5 separate regions of the Mus musculus genome follow, and all the other regions are linked to region 2. A link is a contact called in public Hi-C, HiCAR-type and HiChIP or PLAC-seq data. All regions are on one chromosome and are shown on one strand. Each heading gives the region's core, a stretch centred on a gene start, on an enhancer-like site or on the middle of the called end of the contact. The rest is flanking DNA. Distances are from core to core; before and after follow the strand shown.

Region 1 (5,727 bases), core at 1,564-4,063, 460 kb before region 2:
ATGACAGTGCATTTCTTTAATTTTTCAATTCATGTCCCAACTAACAGCATTTCCAAGGACCCCCATCCAGGTAGATGAGGGGTGTCACGTGTGGGTCTGTTGAATTCCACCACTTGAGAATGCATCTCCCTTTCCCCTTCCTGGGAGCCATTACACCCATTGGCCGTCTTAAAAACCCTGCATGACCTTTGTCCTAGAAATTACTTCTGGGAATCGATATTAATAATAAAGACAGTTCCTCGTCTGATAATTTGGTATTGTACATGGACAAAGCAGAAAGGGCCTTACAGGAGCAAAGGGGGTTAAACTGTACAATCTCTGCTTCAGCCATGCCCTAGAATATGAATAAATACACAGGGATGGCTCAGCGGTTAAGCACACTGGCTGCTCTTCCAGAGGACCTGGTTCGATTCCCAGCACCCTCATGGCAGCTCTGAACCATGTGTAATTCCAGGTCCAGGGATCCAGTCTTCTTCTGCGCACACACACACCCATGGTACACATGTTCACACATGAGTGCAAAGCACTCACACACATAAGATACAGATAAATCGGAGGCTGGTGAGATGGCTCAGCGGTTAAGAGTGCCGACTGCTCTTCCAAAAGTCCTGAGTTCAAATCTCAGCAACCACATGGTGGCTCACAACCATCCGTAACAAAATCTGATGCCCTCTTCTGGAGTGTCTGAAGACAGCTACAGTGTACTTACATTTAATAAATAAATAAATAAATATTTTTTTAAAAAAGATACAGATAAATCAATCAGGCACTGTGTGAAAGTGTCTCAGATGGCTGTCAATAAAAAAAAAGCAAACAGAAGCTGGGCAGTGGTGGTGCACACCTTTAATCCTAGCACTTGGAAGGCAAAAGCAGGCAGATCTCTGAGTTCAAGGCCAGCCTGGTCTACAGGGTGAGTTCCAGGACAGCCAGGGCTACACAGAGAAACCCTGTCTCGAAAAACCAAAAAAAAAAAAAGCAGACAGCAAAGCACCGTGGAGTGAACACCATCAGGTTCCAAAAACATGGCTACATCTAAGGCTGTACCTAACGTATGCCGAGGAAAAATGACATAAAATGCTAATGACGTTCCTTTCTGGGGGATTTCTCTCACCTTTAAAAAGTTGTCTGCCTTTTTTTTCCCCACTCATACAATGAATCAGTAATGCATCTCTTGTTTCTGAACATGTTGCTGGGACTGGCTGCTTGGCTCCGATCCCTTCCTGAACACCTTGGGACAAGTCACCTGACCTCGCTGCTTCGGGCTTCTCACCTGTACAATGCCGGCAGCAGCTGCCTCGGTGTTTGAGGGTTGAAGTTAATGTATGCAAAACATGGAGCTTGTGAACTCGGAGATAATAACACCCCAGTGCCAGCTGTTTTTATTATTTGCTTAATTTTCTACATATAAACATGTCACTGCACAGCTCCAGGGGTACCGCAGTGCCAGCTAGACTCCAATGGAGAGGAGATTAAGCCAACACTCACACCCGATTAATCCGAGGCGGTTGGGAGCAGTGATTAATTCAGAGCAGTTGGGACGATGCTGTGTGAGCACACTAAGCAGAGCCTTGTTGAAGGTTTTGATCATTTTCTTAAGAGCATGCGAGGCATGGCACTGAACGGCCTCAAGCAGGGTGGTGGTCAGAGTCCGCTGGGTTGAAACTCCATGTCTACACTGTGTGCTGAGGACTGGAGTCTTCCCATAAGACCGCGGCGGGTATAGAACCAGACAGAAGCTGGCCGCCCTAGAAAAGCACCTCGCCCTCACCCTGCTCAAACCCCAGCAACTCAGGACCTTCAGGAAGTGGACTCCCCACCCTGCCACATACTTGGAGAGAAAAATTGGTCGGGGGTATAGCCGGGCTAAATCTGAAGTGACTAGAGGGGGACACCCCAGAAAGTCTCAGAGGCCATGCCTTCTGGTGGGCCCACCACTCCACACAGAGACATCCCATGGATGGATGGACACCAGGGGTTCTCGGGTGGCCTAGCTGTGGGGTCCCTGAAGGCAGACAGCCCCCACACGTGAGTGCCCTACCCGGGCCCAGGTCCTTGGTCATCTCTGGAACTCTGACAGGCCTTAAAGGAGTCGTGGGATCCTTCTCTCTCTTCTGCAGTCAGATCTCTGTCCCTTCCTGACTGTCCCTTCATGTTCCCCAGTCCCCCATCCAGGCATCTCTGTCCCTGCATGATGTCCCACCCATGATGTCTCTTTTCAGACTGTGTACCCTAGAAGGCAGAGATTGCCCTGAGCTGGGAGGTAACAGTACTTGGGCTTAATAGACACTCAATAAATATTTGGGGAAGTGGATTTGTGCAGGGAACAGAGTTGAGAAGAGAAAGCAGAGGCGAGTGGGTCTCAGCTCTTCTCTCCGAGCCCCTGACGCTGTGTTATGATGTAGCCTGCTTCACTTCACGCGATGGTCTCTGCAGGAGTCAGAGACCATCCCAGGACCTAGCTTGATGTCCCCAGGTAGGTTAACACTTTTTAGTGGATCCCTAAGAGCCTGACATCTGAGTGATCCCCAATTCTCCAAGACTCCCTTCCTTTGACTAGAACTAAGCATTAAGTACTTCCAGGCAGGGTGTCACATACAGAAGTGCTCAGTGCATGCATTCTCTTGCCATTTGCCCTTCAGACTGGGGATGATAGCATCAGGTGGGGGCCTGACCATGTCCTCCCTCAGCTCCCTGCTCTGTGGGCTGTGTGACTTGGTACTTCGGGCTGGCCAGCGTGGGAGGGGTTGGGGATAAAGCACCTCCTAAGGAAGGCCATCTGACAGCTCCAGGACCGTGGTGACAAGTTAATGAGTTCCACTGCGGTTACCCAAGGCACACGTCTGGGCCACGAGGCCGGCTGTCTGCCGTGTTGACCTTTAAAGGTGAGCATTTAACGCCCACGATCACTCACCTCTGATCGAATGTTCTGAAGATGAAGCCTGTCGGCGGGGAAAGTGATCACTCTGCCTCCCGCCCCCACACGACACTGTCCTCCCTTCTGAGTCATCGCACAGCTTTGCAAGACTGGTTCCCTCCGGCTCTGGCTGGAAAAACAGTACTTCCTGCCCTGCCTGCTGTTGACTGCCAGCCCAAGGCCCCTTCACCCCCAGCCCTCTTTCCACATAACTCTTTGATCCCAATCCATTCTTAAGCTCCTTGTCCACCCATCTCTGCAGTCGCTGATCAGGGAGGATCACCCCCCGCGCCCCAGGGGGAGACTCACTACAGAGAACAGGAGCTAAGCTAATCCAAGCTCACAAGGCGCCTATGGGTGTCATTTTATTCAGTAGGAAGCCCAGCAGCAGAGTAGGTTCCAAGGTGGGCTGACTCAACAGCTCTTTGTTGACCCCAAAGGTTGGCCTCTGGCCCCCTATACCTGTCTGCAATGTGTCCCCCACCACAGTTTGTTCCCAAAAGTGCATATTGCCTGTCTGTCCACGGAAACAAATCAACAGCCATTATGGATATTCGAAACATGATACATAGAACTGGCATATAAGCCAGCAACCCAAAGGAAATGAATACACGACACCAAAAAGACACCTACACGCCTCTGTACAACAGAGACCATTACAGAAAACCACAGCTGCTCAGAATGCAGAGAACAAGCCAGCAGGGCACTGCCCCGGTTGGTACATCAGCACTACAGTTCCTTCACCTAAGGCTTGGGGAAACTTTACAAAAGAGAGAACAGAAAGATTGCAGTTTTCCAGAAGACCAGAAAGTCAGCTGTGAGATTGTGTCCACTAGAAATAACAAAGTTTACTCATGATACCTCAACAATATGGCTGCCCTGGATAAGTACAGGAAGAGGGAAATCTCACAGGGCTGCACCCCTACACAGAGCGCCAAGGGTTCAGGAATGAGGCCCAACTGGTTATCCAATACCAAGTGGTCAGCCCTGAAATTGAACATACACTAAAGGGTGTGTGTGTGTGTGTGTGTGTGTGTGTGTGTGTGTGTGTGTGTGTATAAGGGGGTAGGAATGACAATTAAAGGAGAAGAGACCATGAATTTGACAAGGAACAAGGAAGGGGACATGGGAGGGACTGGAGAGAGCAAGAGGAAGGGTAGAAATAATGTAATTATATTCTAATCTTAAAAATAATTAAATCATGTATTAGAAAAACAGGACACCTACCTGCACTCCCATGTTTGTTGTAGAAGTACCCACCCCAAGTAACCAGTGCTCAGACATGGAAAACATGGCGGACCTACCCAGGAGACTATTCCTCGGCTCTAAAAGGGATGAAATTGGGGCTGGAGATATGGCTCAGCAGTTAAGAGCACTGACTGCTCTTCCAGAGGTCCTGAGTTCAATTCCCAGGAACCACATGGTGGCTCACAACCATCTGTAATGGGATCTGATGCCCTCTTCTGGTGTGTCTGAAGACAACAACTATGTACTCGTATAAATAAAATAAATAAATAATTTAAAATTTAAAAAAGAGAGAGAGAGAATAGACCTCGAAATGACTAGAAAAGCAGCTGTGTGATTTCCAGTACATAAAAGGATTACAGGTTGAAGATATGCCAGTGGCCCCAACTTGATCATGCGCATACGCTGAATAACTTATCATCATGTTCCCATACACACACACACACACACACACACACACACACACACAGGTCTCAAGTGTTGGAAACTTCATCCCGAAAGTCATGTTTATGGTGTCTGAACATGGAGCCTTTGAGAGGTGGTTCTGGCTGGATGCCATCACCTACATAGAGCCTACAAGACTGCATTGATGGCTCCTAAGAGAAAGAAAACAGCCAGGCATGGTGGCACACACCTTTAATCACAGAATTTAGATCTCTCAGTTCGAGGCCAGCCTGGTCTACATAGCAAGCCCCAGGACCCTGGAGAGAGAGAGAGAGAGAGAGAGAGAGAGAGAGAGAGAGAGAGAGAGGAGCCTGCATGCTGTCTCTGTTTATTGTATAATGACCCTATTGTGTTTTGATTCAACCGTGGTCCTTCCTCATCTCCAGATCCTGGTACCCTGCTCTTGGGCTTGTAGCCTCCAGAACCACACCCTGTCCTTTATACATAGTCTCAGGTACTTATCATCAGAACTTATCAGTACTTATCAACATAAACAGTCCCCACCTCTCTTCTGCCTGCCTCCTGAGGCCAAGATGGCAGCCTCCAGGCTCCAGCTGCTCTCTGGGGACTTCCTCTTTTTCACAGGAACCTGCCCTCAGTAGGGTCATTATTATTCTGGTCTCTGAGACAGTAGGGGGGCTTGTCCGCTGGGCAGCTCAGGGCAGCTGTAGACAGTGTCTGGTGCTTCCTACTGCTCAGTCAGATGAGGTCTGGGCCCAGCTTAGTTCTTTGTTCTGCAAGGAGTAGAAACAGTTCCTTCTCTTTCTGGTCATGTTCCGGCTTCCATAACCTTCCACTCTGTCTTCAGAGAGCGACTCTGGACTAGCTTCCAAGTAAAGAAGAATAGATTTTGTTAGTTGTTCTGTCACTTCTCCACTCGTGAGGGTGTGTGTGTGTGTGTGTGTGTGTGTGTGTGTGTGTGTGTGTGTTAGGAGTTGGTGGGGGTGGTCCTGTGTAGCCCAGGCTGGCCCTGAACTCACTCTGTAGCCAAGAAAGACTCTGACCTCTTGATTCTGCTGCCTCTGACTCCCTAGTACTGGATCAGGCAGTGTGCCACATCAGGTCCCCACGTAGCACTAGGGCTGGGTCCCAGGACTTCGTGCGTGCTGGGTAAGCACTCTGCC
Region 2 (5,549 bases), core at 1,333-3,832:
CCAGATGGTGGCTCACAACCATCTGTAATGAGATCTGATGCCCTCTTCTGGTGTATGTGAAGACAGCTACAGTGTACTTACATGCATAAAATAAATAAATCTTAAAAAAAAAAAAATCAGACAGGCCAGGCAGTGGTGGCACACACCTTTACTGCCAGCATTTGGGAGCAGAGACAGTCGGATCTCTTGTGAGTTCAAGGCCAGCCTAGTCTACAGAGTGAGTTCCAAGGCAACTGGGGCTACACAGAGAAAGCCTGTCTCAAAGAACCAAAAACCAAACCAAACCAAAAAACAGTCTAGAGAGGAAAAAGTAAGGACTCTAATTAGATCCAGTAAGGACAAATGTCTTCAAGTAAGGATTGGTCAAGCTCATCTTCTCTCTCGAGTCGATGTCTTCCATCCACTGGGCCAGCCAGGCACTCACTCCCAGTCTGCATGCCAGACACAGTGGTGTCTTACACACACACACACACACACACACACACACACACACCGTCTTACCTGACCCCTCAGCATCCTCAGCATCTTCCCTGGAGATTGCTGTCACTACACCTGTTTAAGGATGAGAGCTGAGGGGGCTGAGAGGCGGCAGGGACTCCTGAGGCTGTGGGTCTGCCTAGCTCCGTGCCTGGCTGCAATGTCCTCCACCTCCAGAGCGGATGCTCTTAACTTTACCCTGGGACACCTTGCCACTCACTATGCAAATGACTTACAAGGCAAAGGAGGAGGACAGGAAAACTGGCTAAACCTGGGTGTTACCAAAACTTTGGCCACAATCCACTTTCTGGAGGCCTAGGGTGGTGATGGTGCACGCCTTTAATTCCAGCACTTGAGAGGCAGAAACAGGCTAATCTCTGAATTCTAGGCCAGCCTGGTCCACAGAGCTAGTTCTAGGGTAGCTTTGGCTACAAAGGGAAACCCTGTCTTGAAAAACCAAAATGAGCCGGGCGGTGGTGGCGCATGCATTTAATCCCAGCACTTGGGATGCAGGGGCAGGCAGATTTCTGAGTTTGAGGCTAGCCTTGTCTCTCTCTCTCTCTCTCTCTCTCTCTCTCTCTATATATATATATATATATATATATATATATATATAAAACTTAAATTTTTTTAAATTAATATTTTGCATATATAATTTGCATTTTATGATGTGTCTATTTTTTAACTTTTCTTAAATTTTTTTTTGTTTTTGTTTTTCTCCTCTTTAAGTGTGTCTATAGGATCTGTGGTGAGAGAGAGAATACTAGAGAGAAGGGTGTGGAGGGAGAGAGAAGATACCATAGCTGGGGTGAGAGGAACACCTGTAGTAGTGTCTGTGGTGTTTAGCACTGCATATGCCTGAACTTCGAGCTCTTTGGGAATCTCTTATCTCTGCTCCCATCTCACCATAGGCATGCTGGGATTGCAGGTGCATGCTACTGCATCAGATTTTGTTTTTGTTTTTTTTTGTTTTTTTTTTGAGACAGTTTCTGTCTAGTAGGCTTGGCTATCCTGAAATTTGTTATACTGATCAGGCTGGCCTCAAACTCATGGAAATTCAACTGCCTCTGCCTCTAAGTGAGGGGAATGAATGCGCCCGTCACTCCCCTCAAGACCACATTAATCTTCCTTAAAGGGAGTGACACAGTGACACAAGACTGAAGGGTGAATGAGATGACTTATTTTTTAAATGTTATGTCATTTATGGTACATAGAAATTACTGCACTGCAATTAAAATGTAGTGTCAATTTGATATTGTAACTACAGAGAACACAATCTAATCACGGTAAGAGACTACACTTCTGGCTACACTATCACAGGCAATCATAACCGTATATCTATGAAAATCAAACAGCGGTCCCAACAAAACCGACTTGTCTAGTCGCATTTGGACTCCAGGTTACCCACAAACCCGGCACTAAGTCCAGTTTTCCAGTCCTTCTATTTTCTAGAAAGACTGCCTCATCTCCCAACTTCTAAGCAACCGTTTTACATTCCGCTAAAAGGATGCTTTCAGAACCACAACTGTTTAACTCAGAAAGTAAGATAGGCGGCCCAGCGTCCCTCTCGAACGCGGTTTAAGCCGCCGTCCCGCAGGGGCGGGGAGCCACCGTGTGAGCGCTCAGAGCCGACGGCCAATGTCTTGAGATTTCAGATGCGATCCGACAAACGAACGAACGAACGAACGAACGAATGAGCGAGTGAATGAACGAAATGACACAACTCCTCAAACTCCAGCAGAACCCGCTGCCTAGCCCCGGGTACCTGCGGCGCCGCCCCGCAGGCCCCGGGGACCCTCAGCCCTTCTCCGGCCCCACTCACTCTTCATCCTGAACGCGGATGACGCCGTCAGCCCCTGGACGGCCCCGGACCGAAAAGAAAAGAGGAGACTGTGGTACCGGCCTTCTCCCTTCCAGAGGTGGCTTCCGGCTCGAGGACCTTCGCGGTGGTCCCTGGCTGGGGAGCGTTAGGATCCGGCCGCCATATTGTATTCCTGTCGCCTTAGCAACCGCCAGACCCTTAGGAGGGAGGGGCGTTCCGGAGACATGCGTATACGCATGCGCAAAGGAGAGGGTTTAAAAACCGCTGGCCCGTTCACGCATGCGCGGTGCAGCCTGCCGCCTCGGTTCGGTCGCTACGCAACCTCTCGCCGCTTTAAATTTAAGTATAATTTCTTACCTAGTGAGTAGGCGACCTTGGTGGGACTGACTCTTCCCAGCTCTCCCGAGAATGTAACGATGTTGAACCAGACGAGAACAATTTCCTTGAGCTTTAACTGCCTGTAACACTAGTTGGAGCCTGTTCTTGACAACACCTACAGTTGAGCATCAAAGCAGCCTGATAGCTACTGCTGTGTAATTTGTAAGTTTTACTGCTTAATTCAACAAACATTTACTTTGCTAAAAGTAGTGTTGCACGCATTGGAGATATAATGAAAAGCGACCTAGACGAGATCCCTAAATTCTTGTTACTGTAAAGTGAGGTTGAAAAATTCTCACCCCATGCATTTAAATTCAAAAAGAAAAAAAGGGGAAAAAAAAGTCATGTGGGTTGTCTAAAAATAAACTGCATTTAAATTCAATAAAGAAAGAAAGAAAAAGAAAAATCCTTACCCAAGTGGTCGCAGTGAAGACTAAATGAGATGTCCCTGGTGCCCCACCCAATTCCTAGGGGCTTTTGCCTAAGGCTTGACAGGGTCTGTCACACTGCAAGTGCTTAATAAATGTTTGTCCAAAAGCCAGGGGAATCAGCACCTGTCACCTCTGTATCATTCTTATCTGTCTAGGGGCAAGCCTGATTTTAAGCATTGAGGATTCAGGACAAACTTTACCCTTTGACCCAGTTAAACAGGCAGATGGGAGAAGTGTTTTTGCTGACTTGGGCAATAGAAACCATATATCCTGTTGTTGGAGTCCCAAGATGATAAAGAGCTTTGTCAGGGGCACCTCCTGGTGGATCACTGAACCCAGACACCAGCCCATGGCTTCTGACTCCCTGTGTTTCTGTGCCCAGAAGAAGTTGGGCGCAAAGGGTTTCAACGTGTACATATTTTATGGAGGGTGTGTTTCAAACTGGCCCCTGGAACAACTGATGTGTTTTAGCAAATTAGAAGTAACATCTGGGGCTGGCGAGATGACTCAGTGGTTAAGAGCACCAACTGATCTTCCAAAGGTCCTGAGTTCAAACCCCAGCAACCACATGGTGGCTCACAACCATCCATAACGAAATCTGATGCCCTCTTCTGGAGTATCTGAGGACAGCTACAGTGTACTTACTGTAATATAATAAGTAAATAAATACATAATAAATAAACAAATAAATAAATAGAAAAATAGAAGTAACATCTGAAAAGCCCTTCTGTTTGTCTATTTTTCTTTCTTTTTTTTTTTTTGTCTAACAGTTTTCATATGCACACATTGGGAGTGAAACATTTAAATTATTTTCATTTCCCTATTTGTTTTCTGTTTCTCCATCTCACCCCAAGCCCAGAATTCACAAGCAGGACTTCGGTTTCTCTATGGAAAATGTTCTGCCTTCCTGTGACTGTGTGTTCCAGAGCTCTATGTCAAAATTTAAAAATGTGAAGAGGAAGATAAAAGCTAGAACTCAGTGACTGAGCTCGATCACCAGCCGCTGCAGAGGGGAGAGGAAGGACAAGCTTAGAGTCATGGAGCCTTAGTGAAGAAGGCCAGGAGAATCAACTCAGGCGTCTGGAAAAAGCAAGAGACACAGAGAAAAGGGGGTTGTCACACATTCCTGCTATTAGTCCCAGCACTGTGGCTTGGGGCTATGGGTGGAGGCAGGCCGATCTCTGCGAGTTCAAGGCCAGCCTGGGTTACATAGTTCCAGCTACATAGACTTTGGAAAATGCTTTTATCCTTTGCCACTCCAGCTTTCCTGTCAGGTGACTCTTTCCACCAGATCTTTTGATACAGAAGCAGGGGGACACCACCACTGCCCCTGCTGCAAACTGTCTTTCTTAAATCGTAGGCTATGTGATAACTTTGGGATAGACTCACATTCTGTGAGTCTATCCCAAATGTGATATCTTTGGGATATGTGAGTCTATCCCAATGTGATAACTTTGGGATAGACTCACAGAAGCACAGGGGGCATGACATTGAATATTTCACTGGCCATAAAAGAGGAGTGTGGCCTTCCAATTGCTTCTAATTCTCTTCTAGAATTCCCCAGTTATTGGTGTGGTGGGGGCAGAGGCAAAAATGGGGTCACACACGAAAGGAGATCTCATCACTTCCCAGGAGTCACCATGGATGATGGACGTCCAAAGTGAGGGAGACAAACCCCTGGGGCTGCCGGGAGAGGGATCCAGCACAGGATGGGGAAGGCTGGGAAGATGAGCTGGGCAGCAGGCATAGAGAACAGCCAACCCAGACTGTAGCAAGAAGCCCTTGAAGGCATCTCCGGCTAAGAGCCAACAAACAGACAAAAACAGCACAGCTGCTCTCTGGTCTCGTGCATTTGACCGTCCAAAAAAAGGAACTCAACGAAATCCACTCAGGCCAACGACTCTCATGTAGAAAGCTAAACAACAGAACACAGGGCAACACAAAAAGTTCTACTAGAAGGAAACATACGGCTGGGGGTGCGCTGATTTGGTAGTTTAGCTTGTATGAAGCCCAGGGTTCGATTCCCCAGCACGGCATAAAATTCAGCCTTGCCAGTGAATGCCTATACTCCTAACCTCAGGGAGATGGAAACAAGAGGAGCGGTTCATTGCCATGCTCAGCTATGAGGATAGCCTGGACTAAATGATACTATAGCTCAAAAACGCGAACAAATGAAAAATCAGAAAGTGGGCTATTTAAAATGCTGTGTATAAAGACACATCCACTCCCTTAAGAAAACTTAATTTTCTGTACTCTTAGCCGCCTGGTTTCTGAGTTCCGTGGGTCTCGGGTGCCCCCTAGCGTTCCCTCTTAGTCATTGTGCCTGGCCGCGTCCTGGCGTCGGGTAGCCGGGTGAGCCTGGGCACTAAGCGGGTTCTGACCCATCCCTTGGGAAAGTGGGCTCGAACTCGCAGCGTTTGCTGAGGTCGGCTTGGCTGCGG
Region 3 (5,628 bases), core at 18-2,517, 280 kb before region 2:
TAATTCCAGCATTTAGAATATTTCTGAATATTTTTTTTAATTTTTATTTTTTTTACTACTAAAATCCAGTTTGGAAAGCTAGTGTCCATTACCCACTTTCTACTCTCAAGTTCTCTGAGCTGCCTTGGCTGTGTCTCCTTCCAGGGACACCTTCTGCTGTGTCCAGCTGATGTGATGGTCAGCAGAACTTTGTGGCCCTGGAAGCGATGACTGCTTAGCCACCATGAAACTAGCTGAGCAACCCAGGACTGCGTGAAGAGACCAGCAGTCCCGAGAGACTGCTCTCAGTGTCGAGGCCCTCCCATGCAAAGCCTTTCCAGAGTTATGAAGGAAGCCATGGGACCAGCAGCAGACCTAAAACAAGGAAGCCTGACAGCTCTGCTGGGGACAAGGCTGGGTTTGCTTCTGCTGAGAAGGAACCCCTGGACAGGCTTCCCACTGCATTCATTATAGCCCTGGGAAGCCTGAGCTGTTGTTATTTTAAACATCCATGGGCAATTTACTAGAACCGGAAGATTGTGTTTCCAAAACATAGGGAGTGAGCAGTTTTCACCAAGGAGCATCGTTTAAAACTCTGTGTATCCCCTCATCCCCACTCTGGGTACCAGCCAGGACGCAGGTGTGAGAGCCCCTGGAAGAGAGAGAGAGAGACCCCAAGAGTATGTGAGAACCTGACCCTCCCCAGAGATAGAAAAGAATGCCTACAGACATGGAAACCTATTTTATCTAAGGGTGGGGTGGGGTGAGAGTTTAATTAGAATTTCTCTGCATGGGAGATTAATACTTCTCTCAGAAACCATTAACTATCGAACAAAAACTAGTCAAAACCAAGCATGAGACACCTTCCTTCAAGTTATTGGGGGGGGGGGAGCCCTCCCATGTTGGTTTGAACAAGAGTGGATTTCCAACACCTCGCCTGCCTGCCTGCCTGCCTGCTGCCTGCTGCCTGCTGCCTGCTGCCTGCCGCCGTGCTCCCTGCCTTAATCACCATGCACTCTAACTTTCAGTTGCTTCACTGTGTAAGCTGCCTTGGATGTGGTGTCTCTTCACAGCAACAGACGACTTAGTTGCCGACTGGAATGTGGGGCTAAGACCCTTTTGCTGGTGACACCATGCACTCTGGTCACAGGACTTAGAGAAATCAAGCTGGTACTGGCTGGAAGCTTCTTGATTGCCAGTTTCCATAGTGTTGCAAGGTGCTAGGGAGGCTCCAGTAACTACTCCCCAGGGAGGTACACCCAGTGGAACCGTACAGTAAGGGCGTGAACGTCTGGAGGGATAACCTACAGCTATCTAACTGGATTGAAAGCCTGCCTGATAAGAAGGATCTCACGGTAACCCTGTGCGGGAACCAGCGGCCCAGCGTTCATAGGCCCTGGGGAGAACCTACTGCCATCAGTTTGCTAAACGGATTAACGGATTAACGGGCTTCCAAACGCTGACTCTGCACCCTTAGCTTAGTGCTGCTCACACCCCTATCAGAGAGCCTGCTTTGTAGAGTGGACAGAGGCTAACACAAAACCATAGATGACCCAAGTGCAGAGTAAGTGACTAGAGTGTTGGCCTTCACATCCCTGCCCTACTGTCTTCCTCCAAGGCTCAGGGAAGCCCCAGAAGAGACAGGGTTGTAGGAGCCAGAAGTCGGGGGGGGGGGGGGGGGCGGGGGCAGCTGTGGAGCTGTGTATTCTGGACACAACAGTTGTGGCTGCTACACAAGACCATTCTAGCCAGTGTTCCAGGATGGGTGCATGGCTCACAAAGGCCTACTTCTAGGTGAAAAGTTCGACACTCAACAGTTGCTGGAAGAAGCCTTTGGTTGGGTTTTTTGGGTTGTTTTTTTTTTTTTTTTTTTAAGATTGATTTATTATTATATCTAAGTACACTGTAGCTCTCTTCAGATGCACCAGAAGAGGGCGTCAGATCTCATTAAGGATGGTTGTGGTTGCTGAGATTTGAACTCGGGACCTTCGGAAGAACAGTCGGTGCTTTTAACCACTGAGCCGTCTCTCCAGCCCCGGTTTGGGTTTTTTGAGATGGGGTTTCTCTGTGTGGTCTTGACTGTCCTGGAACTTGCTTTGTAGCCCAAACTGACCTCGTGTCATGATCCTCCTGCCTCAGATTCAGAGTGCTAAGATTACTGGTGTGTGCTACTATGTGTCAAATTTGATAAAATTTCATGTGGAAGAACAAGCCCAGGTAGGAAGGACGCCTGCAAGGCATTGACCGTGTTTTCCGGGGAAGCAAAGGCGAGTGAGCCAGGCCTGCTCTCCCCGCCTGTGCACACTGTGCCTTTCCCCATGAGCCAAGGGTAGAGTGTACAGGGACAGCCAAGGTCTCCCCAGAGAAGCAGAGGCACCTCTGACAGGGATTGTGACTAAAGGATTCTAAACCTTGGAAACCAGCCCAGCACAGGTCATCCACCGCCGAGACTCTTCACTCTTTCCTGTAGGGGCCTCCCCGATAAGTCCAGTCCCCATTGACTCGGATCAGTTCTAAAACCTTCCAGAAATATGTGGCCAGCTCTTTCTTAATATTTAGATGTTTTCCCTGTGCCTTTTCTGTTTTAAATTTTCTCACTCCCTGGCCATCTTGGTCGCTTCTCTTCTGGAAGTTGTCCTGCGCCTAAGGCAAGGCCATGGTGGCTGCGGAGGAGACAGCATCTGAGGTGTCAGTCACCTCTCAACTCCAAGTTGTTGTGAAAGTGCAAAGGGCCCAGCCTAGTGGATCAGCAGATAGGCACCTGCTGCCAATCCTGACAGTCCACACACGCATGAAACAAACTATGTATGTTTTAGAAAGATAAGTCAAAAGTGTACATGGGTACTACGTGTGCTGGTGCAAGCTGACTCTGAAGGCGAGCAGACAGGACAGAGTGAAGTTGTTTATCCTCACGAGGGGCCCAACGCTGAAGAGATCTGAATGGAATACCATGCTACATTGGTCAGAACCAGCGCCTGCCAGTACGGCGGCAGGCAGCACGGCTGAACTGGGGCAAGCATGCAGGAGTGCTGAGTGCTCAGGTTGTCGCCGAGCGTGACATTAATCAGCTGAGAGAACAGTTAATCCCAGAACTGAGGCAGAAGGATCACAAACTCTAGGCCAGGCTGGCTACTGTTCTCAAGAAAAACAAAACTGTGTTAAAAACTAAAACACTTTGTAATTTGAGCCTTCAGTTCAAGCACCCTGTCTCCTGTTTTCTTACCAGGGTTGAAACAACCCTCGTAATATCCAAAAATATTTATGGATACCTAAATGTTCTCTCTGGACTCTGAGTTCAAGGTCTGCCTGGGCGACGTTTTGAGTTCCAGGCCAGCTATGGCAGCACAGTAAGACCCTGGCTCAAAACAGAAAGGAGTGAAAAAAGACGACATGACGTTTGCCGAGCAAGCCTGGGTGGCCTGACCTCGGGATGCAGAACCCGCGTGAGGTTGGGAGGAGAGAACCGAATCAGTTGACCTTTAACCTCTATGCACATCATAGCACATGCTCACATCCGTGTACACAGGATAAATTAAAATTCAGGGCCAGCACAGTGGCTCAGCGGGTGAAGGCACTCGCCACCAAACCTGACAGTGAGTTGGATCCCTAGGACCCATAGCGAAAGGAGAGAGCCAGCTCTCATGCTGCCCTCGCTCGGGGCTGCGAGGGTTTGCCCCACCACAGCATAGACACAGAATAAAGAGATCTCCTAAAAAATTACAGGTAAGGAATTGGCCAGGCATAATTGCACATGCCTGTAGCTCCCATACTTCGGGGGCAGAGACAGGAAGATTATCAATTGTACATTGACTTAAACTACATAGGTTTTTTAAAAAAAAAAAAAAAAGCAAAAATGAAAGCAAAGAAAGTCTTGAACTCTTAAGCAAAAATTACCTGTCATTCATGGTGGTGCTCACCCTTACTTAGTCCCAGTGCGTGGAAGGCTCTGGTGGGTGAGAGACTCGGTGTGAGCAGTAGTAAGGCATCCTAAAACTGCGTGCGTGTGTGTGTGTGTGTGTGTGTGTGTGTGTGTGTGATAGGCATGGGTGGAGACAAGTGTATACTGCAGGATGTGTGTGTGGAGGAGTTGGCTGTCTTCGACCGTGTGGGTCCCAGGCATCAAACTAAGGTCATTAGGCTTGGTCACAAGCACCTGCACCTCGAGCCATCTCCATAGCCCTTTTTAAAAAAGAAAAAGCAAAGACAGATGTACGCTGTATTTCTGTCTGTGTTCTTTTACCCATTTGCAAAGCTTACCTCTCCTCACTTTCTCTGAAGAGCTGCTAATCCTGGCTCCTGAACCCTCCACCGCCAGCTCCTTCCTCACCCACTCACTCAAGGCTTCCGGTGGCAGTCTTGCTCAGCTCTGAAGCTCTGCAGGTGGCCACTACGCCACATGCTGGCTGTGCTTAGGGACTACTGTACTGGGACAGGACTGACCACGCTCCCTTCTGTATGTTTGTGAACTGACGGTTCTTCAGGCCGTACCTGTGTGTGCCCATTGACTAAAGGACAACAGTCAGGGCAGAGGCGTGGGCAGCTGCAGATTTGGCTGGGGGGGGGGGGGCTGTGAGTGCTTTTCCTGGCTTTTCACCTTTCTGCATTGGGAACATGGGACTAATCGAAAGGAGTCCTAGCTCTACAGTTCACCCAAAGCAAGGGCCGGCTCACAGGCCCCAAGATGTGGCTCTGCGATCTTGGAAACTCCTGACCCTCTTGCTGTCCTTGCTCTCAGCATCTCTCACACGGGGTCTGCCTCTGATACAGCCTCCATGCTTACAGACAACCCTCTTGCCCAAACATCATTTGTCATTTCTAGAAAATCAGTTATCGTCTCCGTTTTCTACTTCCAGCCAAGCTCCGCCTGTGTCCACACTAAGTGGATGGTGCGCACACAAGAAACCTCCTTCAGATAGGGCAAGCAGGAGTGAGTGGGGAGGGACGCCGCTGCAGAGAGGTGGCCCGTCAGTGTGTTCATTGCACAAACCTGAGGACCTGAGTGAGTGAGTGTGCATCACCTGGCCACACCTGTAAGCCAGCACTCAGGAGTCAGAGACAGGAGAGTCCCTGCCAGCCAGTCAAGTTCCATGAGAAGCCCTGTCTTGAAAGCTAAGATGTTAAGCCATTTAGGAGGACGCGAAGTGTCAACCTCTGGCCTCCTCATGTGTGTGTTCATTTACACATGCATACACCACTGCCTGGTGCATCCATGCACACGCGCATCTCTTTCACCGAGTGTCAGCATCCAGCCTGGGGTCTCACGAATGTTTATTGAATAAATGGAGAAGCGAATGCCAGCGTGTCCTCTTGATACCTAAGTTCTCATTTTGCCTCTTCATTGACTGCTCTTCAGTGTCACAACCTAGACTGTTAGAATTGACGGCATTGGTGATAATTGTGTGATCCAGTATAACTTGCTGTATTCACAGGTCTCGCAGTGGGAGTGTTTGCCTTGTACCTCTGTACGGGTCACCAACACCTGTGCACCCCTGTCTTGCAGGTGGCCGAGCGGGCGCTCTATTACTGGAACAACGAGTACATCATGAGTTTAATCAGTGACAACGCAGCGAAGATTCTGCCCATCATGTTTCCGTCCTTATACCGCAACTCAAAGACCCACTGGAACAAGTAGGAACTGGAGGACGCTAG
Region 4 (5,810 bases), core at 2,107-4,606, 360 kb before region 2:
AGCCAGCATTTTGTCAGACAGCTGGACCTGCAGCCAGGCCCTCCCCGTAAAACCTGAACAGCATCTCACAACTCACGTGGTGAGCATGCGTGTGCGTGCGTGCGTGCTTGTGTGCGTGCATGAGTGCGTGCGTGTGTGTATGTACATTATTCCTTGGACATTCACCCTCTGTCCTCTCCTTCCACCTTAAGACCTGGTTCCCAGACAACCTGCTCTCCCCTGTGGTATCCCATGGCCCATCGCTCCTGCTGCCCAGTGTCTCCTGAACTTCCCTGGCTCAGACCTTACTTTACCTCCTCTTAGAGCTGTGGTAAGATGTACACTGTGAGCTCAGCATGTGACCTACACACCACAGGTGTGCCTTCAGCAGCCTACGGGGTCCCGACCTGACCCTCCTGACAGGCCCGTGCATACTGACGTCTCCCCACACTGAATCCCCCTCGCAGAAGCTTTGCCCTGCAGCAGCCCCCAGGCCTCCTGAGCTCTGCTGTCTCTGGGTTTGATGACTAGGGGTCTCCTCCTGCATTGTCCTCCATCTGGTTCCGTTTGCTTCAGCAGGAGGCCCTCAAGGCTCTCCAGCACATGACTCCTTTCTGAGGCTCAGTGATGTCGAATTGCTTATGCTGACACCTCCTTACTCGACAGCTGCGGAGAAAGTGCTCAAACGTGTTACCCCTTACCTCATGCCGGCCATCGCCCCGCTGTCTGTGAGGGCGGGCGGGCCTGTGTCTGTTCTAGATCCAGGAAACACTTGTTGCATTTGCTGGAGGAGGGAAGAGCACTGCAGCTCTGGCCTGTCCACCCCTGTCCTCTCAGGGACTGCTGTGACTGCTGTGGTGCCACCTCTCAGGATACCCAGGGTGCCCAAGATGCCCAGGCATAGGCTCTCTCATGGCTCCCTTCTCCTTGCTCTGCCTCGGGGCTCTTGAAAAGGAGATCAGCAGCTGAGGGTGGAAGCAGACCGTATAAAACAGCTGGTGTGGAAACTCTGAGACGCTTGAATCCTTTCTATAGAGTTCATGGGTTTCCTGTCTTCTCAGAACAAAAAAAGATGTGAGCACCTGCTCTGGTCTGAAAGGCATCCCAGCCCAGCTGCGAGGATTTAAAGTGGGCCCGGGTCTGCGTGCAGGAGCTGGAGTAGGCAAGCTTTGTTAGGTAAGCTTTGTGAGGTAAGCTCTGGTGGCTCTGCTCAGTCACTGGAGACTTGCTCGAATCAACAGGGCCACCCGAGCCTGTCCCTTTGTCCTTGATGCTGGCAACGGACTTTTCCTGGCAGCCTTTGAGCAGAGCTGCGTACTAGGGAGCTTTGATCTGTCTAAGGAAAGTCTATTTTGAACTACAAGTGAAGGCAGAGGTTTTAGGTTAGACTTCTTCCCCAACAGGACCCATAACAGCTACACTCACACAGGTGCCAACACTGGCCAGCCTGATGCCACACACTGCCACTGCAGTACCACAGACTTGCCAGTAAATGCCAGATTGCGGTGGATGAGAAAGGAAAACCAAAGAAAACCTTTGGCTCAATTTAGAAATCAAGATTTGAAGGTTTTGTTCAGAACTACTTTGTAAAATTAAAATCAGTGGGATGTATTTACAGGCAGGTGTTTTGTTTTGTTTGTTTGTTTGTTTTTAGTAGACAACAAAACAGCGACAGAAGAGCAGAGGATGCAGGCTGAGTTCTGGTCTCTTCCGCAGTTGGAAGCGGCCAGAGCCTTCATGGGCCGCTCCAGCTCCCCTGGCACTTGTCCTGTAGGAGGCCTGTCCGTACCAGCCCTGGATAGTGTAGCCATAGCAACTGAGAATCAGTGTAGACAGTTGTAGCACTGGGCGGGTGATGGCTAAGGCACAGGCCACGGCCTCGCCTGCGGTATGGGAGTCTTCTTCACAACCGCGGGTGGTGCTCTGACTGCCGGGATGCAGCAGCATGTCCTCCCTCTTAGTCTTGCACTGCCAGGAAGAGATGTGAGAGTAGTCAAGGCACTCTGACCAGATGGGGGGCTGCCGAGTGCTCAACCTGTTCTTGCCATACACTAACAGAGCACCCTCCAGGCACTATACACTGTCTGAGGGCTCGCCTGCGGGAGGGGGGGGAGCCACGCCCCCAGAGTGGTCAAGCCCAGTGGCCACTCCAGGGTTAGTCTCCACATAGGTTCTATAAGTGGCTCTGCTGTGTCCCCAATCATCACGTGGGGACCTTCCGGTATTCAGTTGGTGGACAGAGGCGTGTTCTGAGGCGAGCAATGGCTGCACCTGCCTTCTGCTGACCTTGTTTGGACTGGGCTTAGTGGCATCCTGCCTGGGTCCTGCACTTTGGTTTGAACTCAGCAAGGGGATCACTATGGCGTATCGGAACTTCTAATAGCATTCTGCTAACCGATGGATCAGTGTCTTGTTCAGCCATCATCAGGGAAGCTTCCTCCTGCAGCAGACAGGCGTGGCTGCAGAGACCTACAGTCATACGTGGCACACACAGGATCACACAGGCATGCTGCTTCATTCCCAGCCAAAGAAGGAAGCTTCGTGGGCCATTGACGGCTCCCTCTTTCCAGTGCCCTCCCCCCTCCCCCTTCAGCTCCGGAGCAAACGACTTTAGCAATGCTGACAATAGTGAGAGCGCTAAAGAGTGGCCAGTGCATCCGTGCCACCCTCAGTGGCCTCCTAGACACTGAGAAGTTGTGTCACCTTTTCCGCTCATATTTCTAATTTTTACACGTGTATGGCTGTATAAACTTCACAACCTTTCTCAGTTCCTTTGACATTAAATTAGTTTACAGTGTCTTAGAATCATAAATAACAGGTCATATTCTCAACGAATAAATTTCTTAGGAATTTCTTATTAAGGAGTTGAGAAACTCCTCACTAAAAACTCTAAGACACCCAGAACAGAGATAGAAGACAGTGCTGAAGAGAGGAGGGTGTCTTAGTTAGGGTTTTATTTCGGAGACACCTCGACCACAGCAACTCTTATAAAGGAAAACATTTCATTGGGGCTGCCTTACAGTTTCAGAGGTTTAGTTCATTATCAATATGTCGGGAAGCATGGTGGCATGCAGGCAGACATGGCGCTGCTGGAGCCAAGAGTTCTGTGTCTTGGCCCGAAGACAGCCAAAGGAAACTGAAATTTCACACTGGGTGGAGCTTGAACATAGGAAATCTCAAAGCTCACTTCAACAGTAATGCACTTCCTCTAGGCCACACCTACTCCAGCAAGGCCACACCCACTCCAACAAGGCCACACCTACTTCAACAGGACCACACCTACTCCAACAAGGCCACACCTCCTAACAGCGCCACTCCCTATGGGACTAGCATTCAAATTCATGAGTCTATGGGAGTCAAACCACCAGAGGAGCAGCCAATGCTCTTGGATTGGAAGCCTAGGGTTGTTAAGGGATCAGTGCCAGCCTAGGGACCTACAGATGCAGGCAGTCCTACCAAGAGGTGAATGGTTTCATCTAGAAACAGAAAAAGTCATCGTAAAATCCACTGGGAAGACCAAGACATTCCAAATCTTGAAAAAGGAAAGGGCTGGCACCTTACGCATCTTGATTTTAAAGCAACAAAGTTACAGTAAACAGGATGACTGTGGGTTTCCATAACAACACCCAAGGCTAAACCAGCATAGAGAGCCAGGAGTAAAGCCAGCTCAGAGCGGGAAAGTACTGGAAACTGGAAGTCCACAAACATAATTACCTCAGAAGGCGTCAAAATCCTAAGTGCTGTCAACCAAAAGTATAAAAAGTCTTTGAAGGAATTGGCAGTGGGGAGTTCATGGTATTAGATTCCAGTGAATTTTTGGACACGTTGTTAAATATTGTAGATAATAAAAGACAAACTAGGTAAACTGTGCTATGTCACCCTTAAAACCTCAGTGTGTGTGAGGGTGCACAGTCGTCAGAATGGGCAGCCTACAGAGGAGAGGGAAATATTTGCAAATGACAAGCCTGATAACAGATTGATATCTTGACCATATGAACTCCTACACATGCACAACAGCGAAACAACTTCATTTAAATATATAGAAGACTCAAGTGGACATTTCTCAGAATATACACTAATGACCCATAGGCCCAAGCATACAGGCTCAGCATCACTAATCATTAATGATGCAAATGAAAACTACCTCGAGATTACACGCAAACCAGTGTTGCTGACGGAAGAGGACGGGGACTTGTGTGCTGTTGGTAGGAACAGCAGATGGTACAAGAACTTTAACAACCATATGGAGGTACCTCACAGAGTTTAGAGTGGATTTACTCCATTCCACGTCAGGGCACCCATCTGAAAGATTCTAGACCACTGAGGTGCACACGTGAAAATGGTTAGTTAGGATGGGGCTGGCACGGTGGCTCAGGAGATGACACATGCTAGAAGAAAAGGTCTGGTTCCTGTAGGTGGGTCCTCTGTTTCATGGCGTGGTATGTGTGTGTGTGTGGGGGGGGGGGGGCACAGACCCAGGTAAATGTAATAAAGAATAGATTTTGTGTTACGTGTCATATTTCAGCCCAGTTGTAAAATATGTTTTTAGTGAACTGTTTCATCCATGGTTATTTTATTTCTAGAATGGGTTCTTTCTTTTTTTTTTTTCCCCCCGAGACAGGGTTTCTCTGTGTAGCCCTGGCTGTCCTGGAACTCACTCTGTAGACTAGGCTGGCCTCGAACTCAGAAATCCGCCTGCCTCTGCCTCCCGAGTGCTGGGATTAAAGGCATGCGCCACCAAGCCCGGCTTAGAATGGGTTCTTAAAGTAAAATTACTAAGCAAAGCCTCTCGGTGCCTGTTGCCTGACTGTTTTCTAAGCCAGTGAGCAGTCGATAGCTCTGTTGTCAAAGCTCTGGCACAACGCAGTTACTGTTCTCTGTATCATTAGAGTTGGGTGGATAAGATGGCTCAGTGGGCAAAAGTGCTGCTGTCACCCCTAGGCTCTGACCCCTGGGACCGACATAGCAGGAAAGGGGAACTGACTCTTGAACTGTTCTCTGACCCTCACATTTGTCCCTTGACATGTGTGCACTAAATAAATACAGACATTTGTAAAAAAAATTATCATTGCCCTAATAGATAAAAACACTCTGCCTTGCAGTTTCTGATTGTTCATAGTTTTGTTTTTTTACACAAACTTGATCATTTAAATCCTAAGGGCTTAATGTTTTTCTAATAAATTTTATTAATCTGTATTTATATTTTCTTTGGTTGGAGGGAGATGTGGAAAAGGTCAGGGTTATTTGAATTGGTCTTAATTCTGGTGAGTGGGTATTGGTGGCACACGCCTTTAATCCCAGCACTCAGGAGGCAGAAGCAGGCAGATCTCTTGAGACCAGGCCAGTCTGGTACACAGAGTGAGTTTCAGGACAGCCAGGGCTACTCAAAGCCTACCTGGAAAAGCAAAAACCAACAGAGTAGATTCTTGTGAGACACAGAGTAACTGTTTTCAGATCTGCTCAGGGTCCATCAGGCGCTGGCCTATAGCTGTAGGGTTGATCCCTCATCCTGTCTGAAGATCCCTCTTCTTGTAAAAGCTGTGGGGTTGGAGAAGTCGTGGCTTGTCTTGGTTTGCTTGTCTCATTCCCAGCGGGTTTTTTGGTGCGAGGAAGGGCTTGAGTTGACTGTTTGCGAATCACTTACGTGCTGTCTTCTGGGGACTGTTCATATGATTCCCCCCATCCGTCGACTTGGTTTATTCTTCATGGTCTGAGAGCGTTTGTTGGTGTTGGGTCACTGCTCCTGTCCCCTGCTCTCCTGTGATGTATGTCTCTTTTTGTATAGGCTTACTGTGTAGTCTGTCCTGAGTTCCTCCTGCCTCAGCTGGATG
Region 5 (5,807 bases), core at 2,760-5,259, 300 kb before region 2:
GATCCCAGAGTCATGGGATCTGGGGCTGCCCGGGCTCGCGGGTGCTGTCTCGTTGCTCTCTGCTGTTCCTCGGTTCCTGCCTGGCTCCTCCCCTGCTGTCTTCAGGCTCCCCGGTCTCTCATCTGTCAGTTCCACCCCGTAGTTCATGTCTCACCCTTTGGGCATCACCCCTGGTAGTTGGATTTGTATCTTTTGTTTATAGCTTCTGTGTCTATGCCTCACTTTTTGTCTGCTGATACCCACCTCAGTCAGGTCAGTTCCAGGTGGATGGCCTATTCTGTCAGTGTGCATTGCCTTTCCCTGTTTTCCACCTATCTGGTCTTCACCTGTGTGAAACTGTGCATTTGTCCTGTTGAGTCCTGTATATTTAGTTTTTTTTTTCCTTTTAATGTTTTTGAGGCATACTTGGAGATGCAATTAAGAAATATGGAGACAGTTTGATCCTTTTGGTTCTTGTTTTAACCATTAAGCAGGACCTGAGCTGTGCTAGCCTAGAGCTAACAACTTCTCCATTGCCAATCCAAGGCCCAGATGGCGCTGAGTCCAAGGCACCAATGGTTGGGAGTTTTCCTGGCCTGCTTGATAAAGTAGCCACTCTCCCCAGCCTCCCCTAATACAGTTATCTTTCAATGTCCAGGGGGATTCATATATCAGGGGATGCTCAAGACCTTTATATGAGGGGTATCATGTCTGCAGAAGCACGTCTCCCTGTCCACTCTCAGTTTTCTCCTGCTTTAAGTCATCTCTAGAGACTACACCTAAAACACTGCAGGTGCTGTGTGATGACTCATTACCTAGAACACCTCAGGTGCTATATAATGCACTGTATTGTTTAGAAGACCATGACTTAAAAAGAGAAGTCTCTATGTTCAGCAGAGATGCAGCATTTTATTGCCTTTTTTTTTTTTAGGGGTTCTCTGTATAGCCCTGGCTGTCCTGGAACTCACTTTGTAGACCAGGCTGGCCTCGAACTCAGAAATCCGCCTGCCTCTGCCTCCCGAGTGCTGGGATTAAAGGTGTGGGATTAAACCACGCCCAGCTATGCCAAATATTTTTGAGACTTGATTGACTGAATCCAGGGACATGAAACCTACGGGTAAAATGTCAACTGTACTGGGTCCTCACTAATCCTTGTGTGTGTTTTCATGGCCCCTGGTAGTTTTCTCACATCAAATAGCTACATGATGTTGTGCTAATCAACGACAGGACCTTTCCAGTTTCAGAACTCCCTCCTCTGTGGGACTGACTCAGCCTTGCAAGTTCACATTGCCCCTCCTGCTGGGCTCTACAGCCTGGGAGTGTCCTGGTGGTCATTACAGGCTCCCTTCATCTCTTCCATCTCCTGGGATCAGAAGGATGTAGTGCCATGAATTTTTACCTAGTGAGTTTGGTCTTTAGGACAGTAGAATAAGCCCATCCCTATGACACTTAGCTATGGCCTCAACTGAGTCAGCCATGGGCACAGGGTAGTAGGATTAAAGGCAGTCACGTAAGTGATGGTTCCATGGCCTTTCTCACTTCCTTACATTGTGTGGGAGGTAGGGCATATTGATGGGATATTCTGAAGGCTTCCTAACTCCCTCACACTTTATGCCAATAAAAATATCCATCTGCTGCTAGACAGAGCAAATGTGTTAAAAAACTGATCTTAGAATCCAGGTGTAACTGCTCACTAGACCGCACTTACAGCTTCATGTTAAAATTGGTCAGCATCAAACATTTTGGGATTCAGCATCCAGAATGTACTTAAAACCATTGGCCATGGGAAATAACTCAGGATTCGTTTCTTGTTCCACCTTTGTTCTACTTTGCTTTCTTACAATACTGGGAATTAATCTGGGGCCTGTGCCTGACAGAGGAGTCCCCTGCCAAGCCGCTACATACTCAGCAAACACTTGGTGTGGTTTGGTTTTCTGTTCTGTTTTGTTAGAAACAGAGTCTCTTATAGCCCATGCTGGCTGCGTAGCCAGGAATGGCCCTGAATTTATGACGCCGCGGCCTCCACCTTCCACGTGCTAGGTTACAAGCCTGTGCTCTGTTTTATGATGTGCCAGGGAGGAGCCCGTGCCTTCCTGCCTGCCAAGCAAGCAGGCTGCCAGCTGAGCTCAGCTCCAACCCTCCCACTGTTGGACACTGTTATTTCTAAGCAGATACTAATTGACCTGCCTTACGAGCTATTACTTGTCATGGTTTCTTTACTCTTAAAAATGTTAAATAAATTCACACAGTAAAATGGCTGTCCCATTTCATCATTATCAGAAGTAAGATAGTGTCACACACTTAGTTGTACAATAGCTATAAAATACTATGAATTGTTAGAACAGTTGTTAAAAGAATTGCAACTACATCCCCATTATTTAATATCCTATAAAGATTATAAATTTTTATTTCCCTGATATTTTCAACCATATGTTAGAACATGTAAGTTGGGCATCTGGAGTGATGGTTAAGAGCCCTCACTGCTCTTACAGAGGACCCAGAGTCAATACCCAACACCAGGAGCCTCACAACCATCTGTGACTACAGCTCTGGAGAACCAGTGTCCTCCTCTGGCCTCCACAGGCAAGGGCACACTGTGTGCAATGCACACACCCAGGTACCTCTTTATACACATAAAATGAAATCTTATTTTAAATACTAGAACACACAGAATAAATACTTCTAATCTGAAAATCCAAACTGAATTTTTGAGCACCAACATGATACCACAATGGAAATGTTTACAGTTGACCTAGACCCACTAAAAAAAGTTGTATGCATTTAATGGGGAAAATTTGTTTTAACTTATCTCCAGGTTATATGTTTAAGGAACAAATTAAACCTGAATCCGATCCCCAAAATAACTCACATATATATGCGTGTGTATGTATGTATGTGTGTGTGTATATGTATATACATGTATATGTATATAGTATGTGTGTATGTATATGTATGGATATACACACACACACACACACATACATACTAGTGCAAACAATTCTGGTAGCAAGCATTTCAGATAAGAGACATTCATCCACTGGGCGGTGGTGCCGAATACCTTTAATCCCAGCACTCGGGAGGCAGAGGCAGGCGGATTTCTGAGTTCAAGGCCAACCTGGTCTACAAAAGTGAGTTCCAGGTCAGCCAGGGCTACACAGAGAAACCCTGTCTCGAAAAAACCAAAAACTCACATATATGTGTGTGTATACACACACACACACATACATACTAATGCAAACAATTCTGGTAGCAAGCATTTCAGACATTCATCCGCTGGGCGGTGGTGGCGCACGCCTTTAATCACAGCACTCGGGAGGCAGAGGCAGGCGGATTTCTGAGTTCAAGGCCAGCCTGGTCTACAAAGTGAGTTCCAGGACAGCCAGGACTATACAGAGAAACCCTGTCTAGAAAAGACCAGGGGGAAAAAAGAGAGAGAGAGACATTCATCCATATTTGAACAGACTGTAAAAATGAAAAGCTATTCAAATGTAAGAATTTTAAGGATGGGTTTTTAAGTGCCATGTGCAGGCATCTATTTGGCGGGAAATGGCGGTGTTTAAAAGCAGTTCTGGCTCTGCCTCGCTCCCCTGGAGAGCTACTGAGTGAATGTCGTAGGGCCCGGGTTGGGAGTGAAAGCCTAGCATGTCCCCACCATCCAGGTGCACTTGAGGTGAGCACTCCAGAGAAGCACCGTGCAGGAGCTGAGAGTAGGGACAGCAGTGAGAACTGCATTGCGTTACAGCTGAGAGGCAAAGGTTGAACCGCCTTTGGCAGGTTTTTTGTACTTAGTTCCGTTAGTAAGGTGACCGATGTGCACTTTTCCAGAGGACCTGCTCTGTGCGAGTTTCTGAGTGTCTGCTAGAGGGCTGGCTAAATACATTCACCAAGTTTATCCAAGATTTGTCTCACCGTATGTGTGAGACTGCATGCAGGGCTGGGGAGGTAGCTCTTTGGTAAAGTGCCTGCCATCTATCCTCTATGAAAAAGCCCGACACAGCAGCATGCATGTGTGATGCCCTTGCTGGAAAGGTAGCTATTTCCTGGAGCTCACAGACCAGCCAGAGTACCCACGTCATTGAACTCCAGGTGACACCTGCTGGCACACAACAAACCGATCAATTCAATTTGAAAATTTCTCTGTGGGTTCCCTGTAGGAGATGGCCTTGGTGAAGAAGGTTCTGTCGCGCTGCTGCAGCTGTCCATAGAGCCTTTTATCCCTTTCTGTGCTTTCTCTGAAGGCCGCCTAGCCAGATGACTAGCTCTCAGCGCCGAATGTCTTCATGTCTGTGTTTATGGCATCGTTCCATCCATACAGCTTCTCGTTGTTGATGTTGCTGCCCTTGGTTTTTTATTTTGGTTTTTGTGTCTTGGGGCCCACCTTTGCTGATAGGTCTGGGCCCCTGCTTTACAAGTATACAACATATAAACAAATGGTGACTTGAAGACTTCTCAGAAATGTGTCTCTTCGCACTCTGACTCTTAGAACCCGGTACCCCAGTGCTGTCTGTGGAAGGAAGTGTTTGGAGATAGCCATCATTTGGCCCTTGGCCTCCCAGATAGAAATCATGCTCGCTAGGACTGCGGGAACCGGAAGTGAGGGAGCGGTGGGTCAGAACAAACCAAAGAGCTGAGAAATGAATACTCTCCCAGTGTCTCTGGAATGAGAATCATTGTTCTATTTGACACTGTCCCTTTACATCACAGCTACGTAAGTGGTCACGGACCCACTCATTGGTGATGGCTGATACAGGTACAGAGAAGCTGCACAGGGCTGCTGGACTGTAAGAGTCTTCTTTGTAAATTGTTTTTCAGGCTGCTTTGGCATTTATTTAGTTAGTTAGTTAGTTTTAGTTTTTCGAGACAGTGTTTCTCTGTGTAGCCCTGGCTGTCCTGGAACTCACTCTGTAGACCAGGCTGGCCTCAAACTCAGAAATCCACCTGCCTCTGCCTCCCAAGTGCTGGGACTAAAGGCGTGGCCACCCGGCTTGGCTTATATTTAAAACAGAGAATAAGACCCTTTGAGAAAGATCCCCGGGGCTGTCGTAGTGAAAAGCGAGAGTGTCGGTTCTTTCTGGTATTACAGTCGTGCGTGGCACAGGTGGAGCCTTGTGGATTAGCACAAACACATGCCCGCTCCTACTGTCTCCAGGAAAGACATTTGGGACATGATGAGCAATGGCATGAGCCAGAATGCTTTGCAGATGTTCTCTGTGACCCTCAGAGCAGCCTGGTGTGAAGAGAGGGTTTGCCCTTTTCAGAGACGGCACATTGAGACCCTGGCAGAATGCCCATTCCTGTCTTGACTCTAGATGAGAAAAGGTCACAGTGTCATGCTGCCCTCCCACATGCGACCCGCTCCTGCTTTGTGTCTGTATCTCCATTATTCTCAGAATATATGCATCCATTTACAAGATTATGACAGGCTGGCACACTGCGCAGCACCTCAGGCTTCCGGCCCTTCATCCGGCCTTGGTCCCATCGCTCCAGCACCACAGGTCCCAGGAGCATGGAGGTCACATGAGTGCCATTGCTTTCCTCACCCGTGTCCTTCTACAAATTTGGCTCCTGAAGTTTTTATATTTAAACATGGCACCCGATTAGAAACACCAGTAAAGTTTGGGGTACCAGACTATATGTTCGCCTCTGTCTCCCCCTACCCCAGCACTAGCTCTAATAAACCTTTGGGGGGGGGCAGTGTATTGTGATTCACTAACGAAGTGTCTGGGAGCTCCAGGTGTCAGGTTTCCTTACACAGGAACTCCTGGGATGACAATGATAGGAGCTGTTGTCTTTCTTCATTGTCCGAGACATCACAGTTCTGCTCCTTA

What was found. A called contact is a pair of places that touch in the nucleus more often than the background predicts. HiCAR-type assays count read pairs that join an accessible place to other places. HiChIP or PLAC-seq counts read pairs in DNA pulled down with a chosen protein or histone mark.
Region 1: an H3K27ac HiChIP or PLAC-seq map of regulatory T cells shows a contact between it and region 2, with 8 times the contacts expected there. The contact joins the enhancer-like site here to the promoter of 4921507G05Rik in region 2. A contact is called at or near these places in 2 of 39 promoter capture datasets (embryonic stem cells and pre-B cells) and 9 of 115 datasets of contacts at active chromatin or transcription factors (embryonic stem cells, regulatory T cells and stem cell-derived neural progenitor cells).
Region 3: a contact with region 2 is called in a Hi-C map of rod photoreceptor, with 2.5 times the contacts expected there. The contact joins the enhancer-like site here to the promoter of 4921507G05Rik in region 2. A contact is called at or near these places in 7 of 39 promoter capture datasets (the C10 cell line, embryonic stem cells, liver and 2 more), 2 of 484 Hi-C or Micro-C datasets (neurons and rod photoreceptor), 10 of 115 datasets of contacts at active chromatin or transcription factors (the SCID.adh cell line, bone marrow-derived macrophages, craniofacial prominence and 5 more) and 3 of 9 other capture datasets (adipose tissue, liver and macrophages).
Region 4: an H3K4me3 HiChIP or PLAC-seq map of embryonic stem cells shows a contact between it and region 2, with 39 read pairs. The contact joins the enhancer-like site here to the promoter of 4921507G05Rik in region 2. A contact is called at or near these places in 14 of 39 promoter capture datasets (the C10 cell line, the HPC-7 cell line, embryonic stem cells and 8 more), 1 of 15 datasets of contacts at CTCF or cohesin (CD8 T cells), 11 of 484 Hi-C or Micro-C datasets (B cells, embryonic stem cells, erythroblasts and 2 more), 40 of 115 datasets of contacts at active chromatin or transcription factors (the HPC-7 cell line, the SCID.adh cell line, T-cell acute lymphoblastic leukemia and 22 more) and 4 of 9 other capture datasets (adipose tissue, embryonic stem cells, liver and 1 more).
Region 5: a HiCAR-type map of kidney shows a contact between it and region 2, with 3 times the contacts expected there. The contact joins the enhancer-like site here to the promoter of 4921507G05Rik in region 2. A contact is called at or near these places in 8 of 39 promoter capture datasets (the C10 cell line, embryonic stem cells, hematopoietic stem and progenitor cells and 4 more), 2 of 484 Hi-C or Micro-C datasets (nephron progenitors and neurons), 9 of 115 datasets of contacts at active chromatin or transcription factors (bone marrow-derived macrophages, craniofacial prominence, embryonic forebrain and 4 more) and 1 of 9 other capture datasets (adipose tissue).

The regions. Positions count from the first base shown.
Region 1 is chr12:110,378,513-110,384,239 of GRCm38.p6, forward strand. No RefSeq gene overlaps it. Among named protein-coding and RNA genes, the nearest start is that of Gm40577, 37 kb to the right of the region's middle. Within about 2 kb of position 2,814, at least 91 of the 459 cell types and tissues checked have an H3K27ac peak or open chromatin away from gene starts, as enhancers often do. A contact at or near this core is called in regulatory T cells, where this site is marked.
Region 2 is chr12:110,838,447-110,843,995 of GRCm38.p6, forward strand. 4921507G05Rik (RIKEN cDNA 4921507G05 gene) reads left to right here and starts at 2,583. Exons shown (of 2, transcript NR_152102.1): 1 at 2,583-2,839; 2 at 3,963-5,358. Mok (MOK protein kinase) reads right to left here and starts at 2,493. Exons shown (of 12, transcript NM_011973.2): 1 at 2,300-2,493. The coding sequence starts at 2,306.
Region 3 is chr12:110,562,249-110,567,876 of GRCm38.p6, forward strand. It overlaps Ppp2r5c (protein phosphatase 2, regulatory subunit B', gamma), which reads left to right. Exons shown (of 16, transcript NM_001373949.1): 12 at 5,480-5,607. Among named protein-coding and RNA genes, the nearest start is that of B930059L03Rik, 26 kb to the right of the region's middle. Within about 2 kb of position 1,268, at least 9 of the 459 cell types and tissues checked have an H3K27ac peak or open chromatin away from gene starts, as enhancers often do. A contact at or near this core is called in rod photoreceptor, where this site is marked.
Region 4 is chr12:110,477,680-110,483,489 of GRCm38.p6, forward strand. The region is part of intron 3 of Ppp2r5c (protein phosphatase 2, regulatory subunit B', gamma); the gene reads left to right. The region is part of intron 2 of Gm19605 (predicted gene, 19605); the gene reads right to left. Among named protein-coding and RNA genes, the nearest start is that of Gm19605, 5.1 kb to the right of the region's middle. Within about 2 kb of position 3,357, at least 11 of the 459 cell types and tissues checked have an H3K27ac peak or open chromatin away from gene starts, as enhancers often do. A contact at or near this core is called in embryonic stem cells, epiblast stem cells, stem cell-derived epiblast-like cells and 1 more, where this site is marked.
Region 5 is chr12:110,535,927-110,541,733 of GRCm38.p6, forward strand. The region is part of intron 4 of Ppp2r5c (protein phosphatase 2, regulatory subunit B', gamma); the gene reads left to right. Among named protein-coding and RNA genes, the nearest start is that of B930059L03Rik, 53 kb to the right of the region's middle. Within about 2 kb of position 4,010, at least 14 of the 459 cell types and tissues checked have an H3K27ac peak or open chromatin away from gene starts, as enhancers often do. A contact at or near this core is called in liver, where this site is marked.